2 separate regions of the Zea mays genome follow, and region 1 is linked to region 2. The links are chromatin contacts, called in public Hi-C maps. All regions are on one chromosome and are shown on one strand. The core of a region is the stretch at or near the end of the contact, and the rest is flanking DNA. Distances in the headings are between cores, read along the strand shown.

What was found. Hi-C and Micro-C count contacts between places; a contact is called where the count stands out from the background.
Region 1: a Hi-C map of tassel shows a contact between it and region 2, with 2.1 times the contacts expected there. The contact joins the promoter of LOC100191498 here to the promoter of LOC100274264 in region 2. A contact is called at or near these places in 4 of 25 Hi-C or Micro-C datasets (bundle sheath, ear, leaf and 1 more).

What each region holds. Positions count from the first base shown.
Region 1 is chr6:177,431,849-177,434,775 of Zm-B73-REFERENCE-NAM-5.0, reverse strand. It overlaps LOC100191498, which reads right to left and starts at 1,478. Exons shown (of 11, transcript NM_001136930.1): 1 at 1,178-1,478; 2 at 1-370. The coding sequence starts at 1,195. LOC109940241 (a long non-coding RNA gene) reads right to left here. Exons shown (of 2, transcript XR_004850418.1): 2 at 2,687-2,927.
Region 2 is chr6:177,103,247-177,106,444 of Zm-B73-REFERENCE-NAM-5.0, reverse strand. It overlaps LOC100274264 (malate dehydrogenase 2), which reads left to right and starts at 1,597. Exons shown (of 7, transcript NM_001148628.2): 1 at 1,597-1,921; 2 at 2,017-2,190; 3 at 2,647-2,815; 4 at 2,917-2,978. The coding sequence starts at 1,688. LOC100193260 (GTP-binding nuclear protein Ran-A1) reads left to right here. Exons shown (of 8, transcript NM_001138409.1): 8 at 1-163.

The sequences.
Region 1 (2,927 bases), core at 229-2,728, 330 kb before region 2:
GCTGGTACAAGAAGAACTGGTGATGCTCTGCTGTGAGATCATCGTTTGCTTTTATTACTTGATGGAGATCCGACTCCATCAACTCAAAGATCACATAGATATCCCTAAATTCCCTCCTCGAAGGAGGAAGCATAATGTGTTTGATCTCAACTAAGTCTGGGTGACGCAGCAACCGGAGCAACTTGATCTCCCTAAGGATGCGAGTTGCATCGGAGACGTGATCAAAGACATCAACGATCTTCTTGATAGCCACACGCTCACCAGTCTGGGTGTCGACGGCAGCAGCCACAACACCATAGCTCCCTTTGCCAATGACTTCACTGACCTGATACCGGCTTGCCTCACCATACTCGGTGAAGAATTCAGATTCCTGAAAGGGAGGAAGAGAGTTCAACTTAGGATGCCTGTCAAAATAGACAACACAACTGTGAACATTCTAATAGACAACACACCCTCTTCAAAAGAAATAGGCAACACAACATGCACAAATCAGACAAGAACCTAGCTACACGAGGGCATTCTGGGGGTCCTTGGATTTAGTTTGCATTAGAGGGTAACACAAAAGCAATTAGGTTGACTGTAAACATTGAAGGTGATTGTTCCCAAGTCAACAATAAGCTGGAAAACAACAGTGCCTCATGAAAAAGTAAACAAGGACACTGCAATTTTCCAAACTACTGTTGAAGTAAATTTATTCAGTTTTAAATGACAGAGACAATAAAAAGGCAATGGAAGCCACCTAGATCTTCCAAAAGGCAGTACTAGAGGTCGTACGATTGTTTCCGTAAAGCGCAAACAGTTGAGTGGTACGACAATTCAGAGCACACCAACATAACCCCGTTATCGAAGCATCATTCTGATGCCACCACATTGCGCGCACCATCTTGAACTTGAACCCAACTGCGCACGCAGATCCAACAGGAAATGCGCAAAATCAAGACCATTCGATGAAATTCCGTTCGCCCTGCCCAGCACCACTCGTCCACTCCCTGGAACGGCAACCGCCAGCATTAGAAATCTAGTGGCGGGTCACGAGGGGTACAGTGAGCAGCCGCCGTCACCATCAGCGGACGGACCCAAACATGACGTCAGAAGCGGATGGGGAACAGCAAAGGAAGTCGAAAGCGATCCGAGAGCGCGATCACGGGGAGTCGGGGACGATGTTGAGTTGACCCACCTTTTTGCTCGGATCCATGCGTGGCGGCTCGGTGCGCAGCGGTGCGCGCGGTCCTGCACCCGGCTCCGGATCCCCCAAGACAATGCACACCTCGGACGCGGGCTCGGGGCCCTCGGCGGCGATCTCTTCTCCGACCTCCCGCTCCTCCTCTGCTTCAACCTCCCTCTCCTCCCCGGCGCGGTGCTGGTGCGGGAGCGAGCGGGCACGGAGGTCTTCGCTTGTGTCGGTGCTGTCGTTATTGTTAGCGGTGGTGGAGGTCAGGTGGAAGGAGCAGGAGGAAGAGGAGGAGACGCGGCGGGAGCGGTGACGGAGCCAGCGGAGGAAGGACCGGGCGCGGCCGCCCATAAACCGCGCGCCCTGGGCATTGGGCGCGGCCGCGCGGGCCGCGGAAGGACGTGCGTGCTCCTGGGGACGCCCGATTGCCGCGGGGAGCGCGTCGCGGTGTGGAGGGCGGGGCAGGGCAGGGCAGCGAGGCCGAGGCCGTGGCGCGCGGGTGGTGTGGTGGTGACACGAGGGCGAGGGGGCGTGTGGGGAAGTGGCGGTTCGTGCCGGTTGCGGGGGCTTGGCGCTTCCAAAGAACTGCCCAGGACCCAGGTCTGGTCCTAGTGGGACGGGGGTGGGGGAGCACGAGCACGGACCTTAAGGCTAAACGTCGGCGCAGCAATGTGTAAATCAACATGCAAATCTTATAAATAAGACAAAAGTATAAAGGTAGAAAAATTATAAATTACCTTTGACAATGTTATTTTGGAACATTTACAGCTCGTTTGGTGCCTCGAATTAACAATCGATTCTTTATTTCTAGGCGTCTAACTGGCTCTGCAAAAAGGACCAACGGTGAAGAGTCCTCGTGATTAGAAGATTCTGTATTTTCCGTGGTTCGATGAGAAGCTAGGGGCGTTTGATTCCCGTGAAGTTTAGTTCGTATCAAATATTTGAATGTCAATTATTAATATTAAATATAGATTTAATTAGATTTAAATTTTTTGTCTTCATATCTAGTTTTTTAGTCTTAATCTATGTAATTAGTTTTATATAATTAGTTTTATAGTCTTGGTCTATGTAATTAGTTTTATAATTAAATTATATTTAATACACGTAATTATTATTTAAACATCTGTTGACCTATCCAATTTCGCTGTCTTAACTACTTGCCTACATGTTTACAATTTCCGTTATTGCATATTTTTTTTATGGTTAGGCTATCTCCAGCAACTTACCATTTATACATATTTAAAATTTACTTTGCGAACAATGCAATCTATAGTGCAAAACAATGCTGAGTGACCATATAGATAAATTGCTGAAAATAGTCTTATGTCTTTCAAGTCATTATGCATTCATGGTTTGGAGTTGGGACCAAGGATCATTGGTACAATAAAAGGAAAATGATCAAATAATTTATGATTAGCTACCTATCCCAAAAGTGCAATTTGCAAACGGGCAAACGGGTAAGCGCGCCTACCATGGCAAGCAATTCAGTTTATGCAACAAAATATTCTTCTAATATAATAAAACAGTATTTGAATTTAAACCGGAGGTAAATAGTGCCATGAGTTCTAAATTATAAGATGTTTAGGCTTTTAGCTCTTTCTATGCGCCTCTAGAACACCTTATAATTCAGGAAAGAGGCAGTAGCAGTTAACTAGGTCAGTTATTCCAATTACGCCCAGTCAAAATCTGTCCTAGTTTTCCAGCGTATACAGTGAAACAAGAAAAAAAAATCCAGTATTGCTTTGGATGAAACAAA
Region 2 (3,198 bases), core at 348-2,847:
TTTTCTCCTTGGACTTGTTGCAACTTTTGAGTGTGGAAATGGATTGGAATAGTCGCCATGAATTTGCTGGCTACTTTATACATGTCTTTGTTCATAAACCTTGTTTTAAGATGAAGTTGTGGCAATCCTCTTAGTGCTAATATAATGTTCTATTGTCAGCTGTACAATGTAGAAATGCTTCTATCTTTTTTTTTTCGTGCACGTTCCAGGTGTATTTTTAGGTTTAGGGCTTAGTGTATCTAAACTAGCGCTTAGTGTATAGTTCGTATCATCGTGTGTTTGGTGTCTGGTTATGGCTCTCGACTGTATAGATTGATATATACATTTGAGCTAGTTGGGTCGTAGTAGTCTAAGAAAGTTGTCTATCTGAAAATTTTGATTTAAGATGAAGTCGATGAAATTTTACATTGCTAGTAGCTCCCAGAGAATAATCAGTACGTTGCTCACAAGGTCTTCTTTTAGACTTGATTGGAATCGTGTACGAATTTCTCAGGAATCAGTTTATTTTCTTTAGAATTTTCATATGAAATTACACGTTCTAAAGAGGCCTTATCATGTGAGGCAACTGTGGTGATTTTTTTTCCAGAAAACGACTTCATACGTTACAAACATTTATTTCTACTAGACACGGTAGATTTCCCACAAAAAACCAGCTCAGCCCAGCTGTGAGTTTGACAGTCCATCTCCATGCAGAAGGGAAGCACAACAGAATCGAAGGGAACTTGACCGCTGAACCGCGGCGGCGCGAGCGAGACGTTACGCGCCGCTCCGTCGTGCTCACACACAGTCGTTGTGCACTTGCGCGAGTCGGCGAGTGACACCTTCCACCTCGGCCAACCAAGCACCCAGCAGAGCACAGAACAGATGTGGGTTAATTAGTTGTCATTCGGTAAAAAACAGTATAAAATAGGGTATTCTAAATCTAAGAAGTTTAATGATAATGTTATCAGTAAAAAAAGTTTAATGATATACTAGTAACTTACACGGTACAATTTATATTTAATATTTTAAACATCTGATGTTCTACTTGTTATAAACAACTTCATCCAGTGTATCTCACCCTTCTTTCATTAGGTGTGAGTTCAACCCCAACTCCTGCATCGCTTTTTAACATTTTACGTTGAGTTGATTTGTAAGAAATGTAGGTATTTTTTTTGTAAAAAGATGACACAGAACGACCGTTGAAACTGGTGCAAATTAATCCTCTAAGAGAATCTCTAAGAGCTCCTCAGAAGTCTTCCATAAAATAAGTTTTTTTAGAAAAACACAAAAACGTCTCTCCAACCGTCCCCTAAAGTGCTATTTTTTTCATATCACTTAAAAATCTCTTATTTGTAGCTATAAATAGTATTTTTGGACTATCTAGAAATAATATATCACTTTAAGGGATCTATTGAAGAAAAAAAATTAAAAATCTGCTTCTATTAATATTTTTAGATGTCCTAAAACTTATTTTCATGAGTCATTTTCTCTGAGCACTTACACAGTATCACCTCGGTGGATCGGTCGAACGGGCGGAGACGTCGAGACAACACGCCAGCCCCTCACCTTTTTTCTCTCTCAACCCGCCAGCGCCACCAGCAACTTCCCTCAGATCCCATCCACCCCTCGCTATTAAAGCAGCCCAGGCCGCCGCCCGCCGCCGCTCACCCACCAATCCACAGCGAGACCCGACCCCGCCGTCGCGATGAGGCCGGCGCTGCTCAAGTCCACGGCCGAGCTCCTCCGCCGCAGCCGCGGCTACGCCTCCTCGGCCAACCCGGAGCGGAAGGTGGCCATCCTGGGCGCTGCGGGCGGCATCGGGCAGCCGCTCTCCCTCCTCATGAAGCTCAACCCGCTCGTCTCCTCCCTCTCCCTCTATGATATCGCCGGGACCCCCGGCGTCGCGGCCGACGTCTCCCACATCAACTCCCCCGCCCTGGTACCCCCCGCTTGGCGCGCTCCTCTCATCCTCTGGCCTGGCTCGGACGGACTGGACTGGATCCGAGCTCACTGGTTTCTGCTCGACTCCTGCAGGTGAAGGGGTTCATGGGGGACGACCAGCTCGGGGAGGCGCTCGAGGGCTCCGACGTCGTCATCATCCCAGCCGGGGTGCCCAGGAAGCCCGGCATGACTAGGGACGACCTCTTCAACATCAACGCCGGCATCGTTAAGGGGCTCTGCACTGCCATCGCCAAGCACTGCCCCAACGTAAGCGTCGCGCCCGTGCCTTTGTAGATCTGCAGCTTAGGCATCTAGGTCTGGTTGCTAGATTTGGTATTCTACTTTTGGCGATTGGAATGGCCGGTGATTGGATCTTGTGCAGATCTAACGTCCAGTGCTGATCTGGTGAAGTAAACTAGTAAAGTGGCACACCTACCTACCCGATAGGAAATGGAGTGGCCCTGTTTGCGCAAAACATACAGAATTTACCCCGTCCTCCTTGCCAGCCTCAATGCCTTGATATTGCCACCTGAAGTAAAGAGGACTCACTTGCTCTAGAGCTCATATAGATATGTTAACATCCACGTGCTTTGCATATGAGATGTTAGATGATATTAAGCGTATATACGCTCTCGTTCCTTATATATGTCCAGTGAACGTTTTCATTTTGTTTTTGCTTATTTTCTTCCATCACACTGATCATGTTGATTATATGCTTCTTAGGCTCTTGTCAATATGATCAGCAACCCTGTCAACTCCACTGTCCCGATTGCGGCGGAGGTTTTCAAGAAGGCTGGTACTTATGATGAGAAGAAGCTGTTTGGTGTGACTACTCTTGATGTTGTTCGTGCTAAAACTTTTTATGCTGGAAAAGCGGGTGTGCCAGTTACTGGTAATAATATCATGTTTTAGTTGGCAGTAGACATTGAGATTATGGGTCAGAATTAACTTCTCATCTCCCTTGACATGACTTATTGCTGTGCCCTTTTGCAGGGGTGAATGTTCCTGTTGTCGGAGGCCATGCGGGTATTACTATTCTGCCACTCTTCTCGCAGGTATTGTCTCCTTGGACCACGTCTGAGGCTTCCTGCAAGAATGATATACATGATCCCTCCAAAGTTTACCAAGTTGGAATTAGAATGTATATAATCAATGGCAAAAATGACCTTTTAGAATAAATATGACTTATGATGATCAAGTAGTGTATTAATATTGTTGGCAACAAATGCAAACTGATTAGCAAAGAGGTTGTGTTTTGTGGACTGGACCACTGGA